Regions from separate parts of the Mus musculus genome. Here all the other regions are linked to region 1. Evidence: chromatin contacts called from public HiChIP or PLAC-seq data. All regions are on one chromosome and are shown on one strand. The core of a region is the stretch at or near the end of the contact, and the rest is flanking DNA. Distances in the headings are between cores, read along the strand shown. Region 1 overlaps Galnt2 (polypeptide N-acetylgalactosaminyltransferase 2). Region 2 has its middle 14 kb from the start of 4732419C18Rik. Region 3 holds the start of Rhou (ras homolog family member U).

Region 1 (2,845 bases), core at 241-2,740:
CTTGGAGGGGACCCAGAGGCAAAGGTGACACTAGCAGGAGTCCCCACCATGACTGAGTCAGGTGCCGCAAGGATAGGGTTCACCCTTCCTGACTCTGGCACAGGGCAGGCAGCATAGATGGGCGCTGTTACCTGGTTTCTAGCTGTGCCTCAGCAGCAAGTAGGAAATGAAAGAATGATGGCCACACTTTTTAAAGGATGGCAGCTTATAAAAGCATTTCTTAGATATTTTACAAATTCAGGTTGCTGAAGGTCCAGCACAAGGTGGCCAGCTCTGCTTCATGTGTAGCCAAGTCAGGTTTTTGGAGTTCAGTGTATTTACTATCCATCTTAAAATAATGAAGTCCACAATATCCACATGTGACCTTCCTGGCCAGCCACATTTGTCAAATAAGACAGTCTAGACCCTCGGTGCTCAGAGGTCCTTGTGACTCTCCTGACCACAAGTAGGTGTGTCTCCAGCTGTTGCCCACACATAGGTGTGGTTGGGAGGGGTTCTGGACTTCCACATCTACAGCAGCAGACCGGGGACATGGAGTTGCATCTCCACGCCCTGGCACATCTGGAAGGAAGCACACTGGGTAGAGCAGACAGACTGTAGATAAGCTACCCACCACCCTTCACTGTGGAGACAGAACAGCCTAAGAGAGAAGGGTCCTTCTACTCACATCCCACGCAGTACATCACGGCATGGGAGGATGAGGAAGCCAGCCACCTTGTGTCCACAGTCTGGAAGTGGACAGAAGGTGAGGCTGACTTCAGAAGGGCCTGCCCCAGTGACTCACAGTGCAGTCACCTTCTGTGAAGAACTTCCAGTGGCACAGAGGAACTCATTCCACGGCAGGGATAGAGACAGAAAGAAAGATCCATCAGGCCATCCTGCCTCCAGGCTCACTGCATCCTCTTTCTCCAACCTCTCTGACTATCTGTGCTTCTACCCCCATCCCCCTCTCCCTCACTCCCCCCCCCACCCTCCCCCCACTTCTCAGAGTCAGGAGCCCTCATGTCCCAGTGGCAGCCCTGAAGTTTCAGTGTCAGCAGACCACCTGCTTATAGATAGCAAGGCTTCCCTGGCTCACCACCTCTGGCCTTGTGGCAGTCTTTGTAGCCCTTACAGAATACATTCATGCGTCTTCCGTTTTCCCTTCTGAGGGACACAGGTCAGTGGAGCCAGAGAAGAGACAAGAAGCCCCCAGGGCCTGGGCAGCTCAGTGTCCCTGTGGGATGCTGGGCTCACTGAGGCCTCCACTCCTGGATCCTGAAGGCCCTGTGTGGGTGGCTGTTCCTCTAAGGATCAGGTTACAGAAATAACTTGAGGGTGCATTTACTTTGGCTCCTGGATTGAGAGTACAGTCAGTCCAGCATAACTGGACTTGCCAGCCAGAGTGGCCTCCAGCTGAGGTGGCAGGAGTGTGCACTTCCCCAGCCTCCCAGAACAGACCTACCAGCTGGGGCCCACACGTGCCCACCAAAACATAGCGGTTACCAAGGTTACACCTTAGCAGCCAGGCGTAGCTTTGTCCCTCAGCCGGGAGCATCCTGCTGGCTCTGAGTTACCCCTGGGGCCTGAGTCAAGTTTCCCACGTGACTGCAGCTTGACTTGGGGTGTACCTCTGACTCGTGGTCTCTCCCAGGAATGGGCCTTGACAAAGGAGAAGTCGGTGAAGCACATGGACCTGTGCCTTACTGTGGTGGACCGTTCGCCTGGGTCACTCATCAGGCTGCAGGGCTGCCGGGAGAACGACAGCAGACAGGTGCGTCCGAGGTCCCAGGCTTTCATAGCGTCAGCAGTGATGGGGGCCACGTGCTTAGCCACCTCACACCCATGGTCCAGTTCATCCCCGCTGGAGGTCTCATGTCACACGGTCCCAGCCTCCTTTCCTTCCTCATGCCACAGAGCGCTTGATGTGAAATTACGTCATTTCTTAAGCAAACCATTCATAAGTTGCTTGTTCTCCTGCTTAACTTTACAGAAATTCTAATCTGAATGGTTAACAAGATGGGCATGGGTGGGCACAAAGACTTAGCTGCAGAGTAACCCATATTCTACCGAAAGTGGACTTTGGGCTTTGACTCTGGATCGTCTCCATAGCTGGCAGTTAGGTAGTATGTTTTCCTGAGGTTTGGGGCCACCGCAGCCTCCTCAGCTCCCTGTCAGTCTCCTTCATAAAGGGAGTGGCCACTCCCCTGCGGTGCCCTGGGCTGTGTGGCTGAGCACTGGGGGGTACCACTTGTCTCACTCCGAGCTTACAGTGAGATCAGAATCCTAACCCTGGTAACAGTTGAGCCTCTCTGTATATTGCTTCTTCCGTGGACCAGAGCTTATTGCAAGCCTTGGAAGCCAGTTCTGTCTGGCATATTCTCTGGGGGTCTTGGACAAAGCACCTTCCTAAGCCCTGCAGTGACAATCACAGTGCAGGCACTAACCGTCCCTTCTAACTTGCTACAGGGGAGTGTAGCCAGTCTCCCCACGGTCCCTCCCCAGAAGACAAATGTGGGGGAAACTGAGGCACGAGGGCCACCAGAGCACGGCTCAGCATCCTTTCATCCACCTGATTGCACAAACGGAAGCAGAGGCCCAGGTTCCCCGCCTACCACCACCTAGCAGGTGGTATGGGGCCACAGTCAGCGTCCAGTTCCTGTTTAGATCCTAGGTGATGGAGAAATGCTTGCAAAGGGTCCTGTCTCCCCAGTCCATCCCTAAATCTATTCCCATACCTGAGTGCCATGTCCCTGCTCCCAGTCCACCCTGTGTTCACTCTCTAAACATCGGTTAGTGCAGTTTATAACTTGAGTCAGACCCTATAGAATAAGATTGTAAATGTTGAACCAGGGAAGGCCACTGT
Region 2 (2,763 bases), core at 18-2,517, 570 kb before region 1:
AGATACTGAGACTGATGTGTGACCTCCAGGTACCTGGGAAGCAGGCAATGATTTGGGGGTTAGCCTGGCTGGACCTCACAGAGGCTATAGGACTAGGATTTGAGCCAAATTCACAAAGCTCCCTCTCTCTCTATGTCTCTCTCTCCCCCCCCCCCTCTCTCTCTCTCTCTCTCTGTGTGTGTGTGTGTGTGTGTGTGTGTGTGTGTGATATTCATTATATGCATTGTGTTGAGTTAGGATATACTCAGGGGTTGTCTGCACCACCCAAACTCTACTAATTTAAATGTCGATATTATAGAAACACCTTCCCAGATGCAGCTCTATAAGGCTTGGCCAAACATCTGGAGTTGGAGGCCAGCAAGGGACACATGTTACAGCTGTAGCCTTACCTTCAGCCCCCATGACCTTCTCGGCGTGAACCCTGAGCCCTGCTAAGGATGAGCAGGACCACAGGACGCATTCCCGAGTGATGAGTGATGCTTACCCAGCACCGCCAGGAGCCTGCTAAATCACAGATCAGATAGTATTAAATTTACTGTATTTTTCTTGTCTCTAGGTACCCGAAAGAGAAAACATGAAGAAAACCAAAACAGGCCCCCAGGCTAAAGCACAGGGTTCAGTGTTAGGTGTGGCATCTGCGTCTTGAGGCATCAAAGGCCAACTGGAAGGGCAGGACCAAGCTCTGCAGCCCAGATACGGTGAGTCTGTAGCTCTCCAAGACGGATTATCAGGATCAGATGGTGGCGTCTGCAGAGCTTGAAGTCCTGCTGACAAATTCTCTGCACGGGGAAACCGCTCACCCCTAGGCTCCTGTGAACAAGAACAGCATGAGGCACTGACTTAACCCTGCAGAAGGCTGCAGGAGAAGTTCAGCTGCAAAACGAAACTGAGCAAGAAAGATCAGGGTCTAAGATTTTCCTGGCCAAGTGCACACCAAGGCCTACATCGGTTCCCCTGATGATTCATTTCTTGCTAGCATTTCCCAAGTGATGTAGAACACAGAGCTTGTCCGTTGAGGTGATCTCTGGAGCTGTGCCTCCCTTGACCTTGGCTTTCTGGCCTCTGGCCCAAGGGAAATATAGAAGGTTTGATGCTGGGCCACTGTTTCTCGTTTCTATGTTAAGAGAGAAGACAGACACGGCGTGGCTCCCCAGCAAGGATAGTGAAGGCCCATGGTGCCGTTGAAATGCTTGTTTCCCTGGGAGGACGGTGGGGTAGGGAGAACCCAGGAGGCAGCTTGAGAGGAGCGTTTAGTCACTGGTGTTCCTTTGACAGGTAAGAGCATGCATAGGAGGGAAGCATGGGGTAGGTATGGGGAGAGTGTGGACTGGGCAGTCCTGATGAGCAGGGAGGCTGAAGGAAGCCAGCATGGGCAGCTCTGGACTGTACGGAAGGTGCCGAGGTATGACATACGGAAGGTGCTGGAGCCCAGGTCACCTTTGAAGGACTCAGCTCTGCAGTTTTGGTGCCGCTTAGATTCACTGTGTGTGAAGAGATCTCGTTTCTTCCCAAATGTTGATTCTAATTTTGAAATCTTTCTAACGAGACAGTAAACTACATAAAAGGAGAACAGACAGATTGCTCCACACACGGCCTGTGCTATGCTGTTCTAAAAGTGGGTGCTGGGTGGATGGGCGTTGGTCGCCTCAGCCGTGGGAGGCTACACCCCCCTTCCACTATCCTCGATCTTTATGCCTTTTGTGTCTACTCCCAAACTCTGTGAGCATCTGCCCTAGACCCGGAAGGAAGCCAAACAGCGGTGTCTTCAGACAGGAGGACCATGTGGCTCTCTCCTTTGATGACACACCACAGAAATCCCTGAACCCACAACTGAGCAGTAGCGGGGCAAGGAATCCTCACCAAGTGACTTGTCACCATGAGTAACAGTGGCCTTTCTGCCAGGTGGCAGCAAGCTCAGTAAAGCAGGGTAGCTGTAAGTGCCTGCCGGTGGGCTGCCTTTGAATTTGGCACGGATTGCCAAGTACACAAACAACAAAAGCAAAAATAGACAAACTCAAAAGCTGTGAAATTGTCAGTGGCCAAAGAACAGCCTGTGGAAAGATTGCTAACCACATACCTGATAAAGGGCTAATATCCAAGTGCATTAAAAACTGTCAAGCGGAGTCAGCTCCACACTGCCACCTGCATGGCAGCCTAGGAAACGCTGCTCAGAGACCACAGAGGAGCTGGGGTTCCCAACTCCACTGCAGAAAAGAATTTCAGAGCCAGTCAGTATGAAGCAGAGTTAGAGTTTAATCTTAGATTTAAGCTGGGGCAGGTGTGGAGCAGGGGTGGGGTATAGACAGAGACATTCGGAGAAAAGATCACACTTACCCAAGCCTGAGTCCCGGACTTCCCAAGAGAGAGCTGAACTTAACTGTCCTTACAAGAGCCACATAAAGGATTTGGGTGGCTGCTGAAGTTGCTTCTCAAAAGGCTGCCAAGGAACTTAAACAAAACTGTGGGGAGGTTTGTGAGATACACTGAGTAGGATTAAAGGTAGTCTGGTAAATATCTGGGCTGGAGAGATGGCTCAGCGGTTAAGAGCAATGACTGCTCTTCCAGAGGTCCTGAGTTCCATTCCCAGCAACCACACAATGGCTCACAACCATCTGTAATGGGATGCCCTCTTCCGGTGTGTCTGAAGAGAGCAACATTATATTCACATGCATAAAATAAATAAATCTTTATATATGGTAAAACCCCAGGTCATAAGGGTCACACGAGAGTGTTTGTTCTTATGGGGGCTCAGAGCTTCAGAGG
Region 3 (2,745 bases), core at 90-2,589, 690 kb before region 1:
TGGAACTCAAACCTGTCACTTAGCATCTCTGTACTTCAGGTTGTCCTGGCTGTAAAATGGGTATAAGTAATGCTAATATTAAAGGAATTCGTTTTGACAGAATGGTTACAACAACATCTGGGACATAACAAAGGCTCAGTATTTAACTAGCTCTTGTCTTTTTTTTTTTAAGATTTATTTATTTTATTTATATGAATACACTGGCTGTCTTAAGACACACCACAAGAGGGCACCAGATCCCATTACAGATGGTCGTGAGTCACCATGTGGTTGCTGGGAATTGAACTCAGGACCTCTGGAAGAGCAGCCGGTGCTCTTAACCACTCTCCCTTTCTCTCGGCCCCTAGCTCTTGTCTTTACCACCAGCAAAATAATATTAATATTAACAGCACACAGCTCTTCTTACACCAGAAGCAAATCAGAAGCATTAGTGACCAGGCAGAGAAAGGGCAGCACAAAATGAACAGACAATTAGCTTTTCAGATAATACTACGGCAGCCAAAATTGCACTTAACTAAAGACTGTAAGGAAATTTGCTGGACCATGAATACACACAAGGTCACAGCATGCCAAAGAGAGGGAGCGCTAACAAAGGGTGGTATCCTGCATCCAAATGAGAATCAATGATTTTTAACAGAAAAATCATACATTTGTCTGCAATCAAACTTAAGTCCTACTCATCAGGACTGGCTATCAAGACAATAATCTCTCCTGAGGGACTGCAAAAGCAGGCAGGCCCCACAGCACTCTCCCCCTCCAAACCAAGACACTTGTGTGGAGGAGCAAGGGCAGCTGGAGGAACAGGAAGAGTGGAAGAAGCAGGGTGATCATGGTGAGAGGGAGACCGCGGAAAGGAGGTTGTGGAGTAGAAAGAGAATAGGGGGCGACCTAAGGAGGGAGAAGGAGGAGAGGGAAGAGAAAGAGCCGGGAGGGAAGGGGGAACAGAAGGATGGGGAGGAGGGGGCAGGGCAGGAGGAACTGGAGAGCAAGAGGAGGAAAGGAAGCTTGGGAAGGAGCCGGGAAAGGGGGGTGGGGGGATGAGAAGCCCACAGCAGGGGCCAGGGGTAGCTCGGGGTCCGCGTGGGTTGGCGTGGTGGAGCCAGCTAGTCCAGCCGCACCGTTTCGAGGCGCCGGCGTAGTTCACCAGCGCGGCGCGCAGACGGGGGCGCTGTGGTCTCGGATAGAAGAAGGAGCCGCCGGACCCGCCTCTTTCCCCGCCCGCCGGTGTCGCAGGGAAGCCTGGCGGAGCAGGCTCGGCCACATCGCGGCCGCGCGGGCACAGACGCCCAGCCGAGTGCGGACCGTGCGCCGCCTTTGTCCGCCGGTGGCAGCTGGTCTCGCGGCCGCCGCCCCGCGATGGCCCCGCAGCAAGGCCGGCCGGCGCTGCCCGCCCGCTGCGAGCCGCCGGCGGCGCCGCCGGTACCGCCTCGCCGAGAGCGCGGGGGGCGCGGGGCGCGCGGGCCCGGGGTGTCCGGGGGTCGGGGGCGCGCGGGCGGCGCCGAGGGACGCGGCGTCAAGTGCGTGCTGGTCGGCGACGGCGCGGTGGGCAAGACCAGCCTGGTGGTCAGCTACACCACTAACGGCTACCCCACCGAGTACATCCCTACGGCCTTCGACAACTTCTCGGGTGAGCGCCGGGCGGGGCGCGGCCTCGGGCTGGGAGGCGCGGGGCGGCGCGGGTCTCGGGGCAGCGGCTCGGCGAGGTGGCAGCGGGGTGTCCGACCGGTCTGGCTCCGGGATTCCGGAGCGAGCTGCAGCTCAGGTGGCCTTCCCACCTGCGCCCTCCGGGGCGGCTCACTTCCAGCGGATCTTCGCCTGGAGCAACCCGGATTGCTCCCGTGTGTGAGCCGGCCAGGCGCACCAAGGAGGGCTGGGGCTTGCGAGAACGTTCCTTTCTTCTGAGCCCAGCGCCTGCCTGGCCTGCGCCCCGCCTGCGCTGTCTCGGTTTCTGACGGTTGGCCCAGTCCCTCCAGCTTGGCGTTTAGTTACAGCAAGTTCTCAAGGGTGGGTGGGTTCGTGGATCACACAAAGATAACAAAAGTAAAGCAATCATTTCTCTTGATTTTTTAAAAAGTCTTTCAGGAATTTAAGAAAAAGTTACAAAAAAAAAATCACATTAAGCTAGTGTGAAAAATCTTCCTCCTAAAAAATTTACCTCCGACTTCCAGTCTCCGTGGCCAGTCTCTAATTTCAGAGACCCTATGGATAAAACAGAAGTGCATGGTGCCCCCTCCACCGCTCACTAGCATAAACATTTATAAACAACCAGAAATGCTATCAGAAGGAGACAAATTGCCTAATATAAGCTGAAACCTCCGAGTCTTTACTGGATGGGGGGTCCTTGCTCTCACCCTATCTCTGGACCCTGGGGGAAAATCTGTGTGGCTTCTCTCTGCCAGCTTTTCTTAATCCTCTTTTTGAACTGACAGAGAGAAGTGCCCATTTCCACACACGCACGGGTGATAGGCCGCCTGTGTTTGCACAAGTTCTCAAAACTGCTGGAGTTTTATGATAAACCCTGAAGCAGGGAGATTTTTTTTTCCCAAGAGAAAACAGGATTATCTATGAGGTTGTCCACTGATTTAAAAGTGCAGAGTTGGTTTCCCACCTTGTGTTGTTTCTAGGCTCTTTGAAACAAGGGTGACAGGAAAATTAATCTTCCAGGCTTGAAAGGAAAACAAGCCTTCCGGGGCACCTTCTGGAGGTCAGGGCTTTGCTGCTTCATGCTCTGTGGTGGAGGGAGCC

The links. HiChIP or PLAC-seq counts read pairs in DNA pulled down with a chosen protein or histone mark.
Region 2: a contact with region 1 is called in a FOXA1 HiChIP or PLAC-seq map of pancreatic cancer cells. The contact joins two enhancer-like sites. A contact is called at or near these places in 1 of 39 promoter capture datasets (cranial neural crest), 2 of 484 Hi-C or Micro-C datasets (both in the G1E-ER4 cell line), 2 of 115 datasets of contacts at active chromatin or transcription factors (kidney and pancreatic cancer cells) and 1 of 9 other capture datasets (embryonic stem cells).
Region 3: an HNF4G HiChIP or PLAC-seq map of pancreatic cancer cells shows a contact between it and region 1. The contact joins the promoter of Rhou here to the enhancer-like site in region 1. A contact is called at or near these places in 3 of 39 promoter capture datasets (cranial neural crest, hippocampal neurons and stem cell-derived epiblast-like cells), 1 of 484 Hi-C or Micro-C datasets (cortical neurons), 2 of 115 datasets of contacts at active chromatin or transcription factors (embryonic forebrain and pancreatic cancer cells) and 1 of 9 other capture datasets (embryonic stem cells).

Annotation. Positions count from the first base shown.
Region 1 is chr8:124,339,186-124,342,030 of GRCm38.p6, forward strand. Galnt2 (polypeptide N-acetylgalactosaminyltransferase 2) reads left to right here. Exons shown (of 16, transcript NM_139272.2): 15 at 1,634-1,753. Among named protein-coding and RNA genes, the nearest start is that of Pgbd5, 93 kb to the right of the region's middle. Within about 2 kb of position 1,491, at least 36 of the 459 cell types and tissues checked have an H3K27ac peak or open chromatin away from gene starts, as enhancers often do. A contact at or near this core is called in pancreatic cancer cells, where this site is marked.
Region 2 is chr8:123,767,029-123,769,791 of GRCm38.p6, forward strand. No RefSeq gene overlaps it. Among named protein-coding and RNA genes, the nearest start is that of 4732419C18Rik, 14 kb to the left of the region's middle. Within about 2 kb of position 1,268, at least 27 of the 459 cell types and tissues checked have an H3K27ac peak or open chromatin away from gene starts, as enhancers often do. A contact at or near this core is called in pancreatic cancer cells, where this site is marked.
Region 3 is chr8:123,652,590-123,655,334 of GRCm38.p6, forward strand. Rhou (ras homolog family member U) reads left to right here and starts at 1,340. Exons shown (of 3, transcript NM_133955.4): 1 at 1,340-1,627. The coding sequence starts at 1,357. It overlaps Gm35874 (a long non-coding RNA gene), which reads right to left and starts at 147. Exons shown (of 3, transcript XR_388157.3): 1 at 1-147.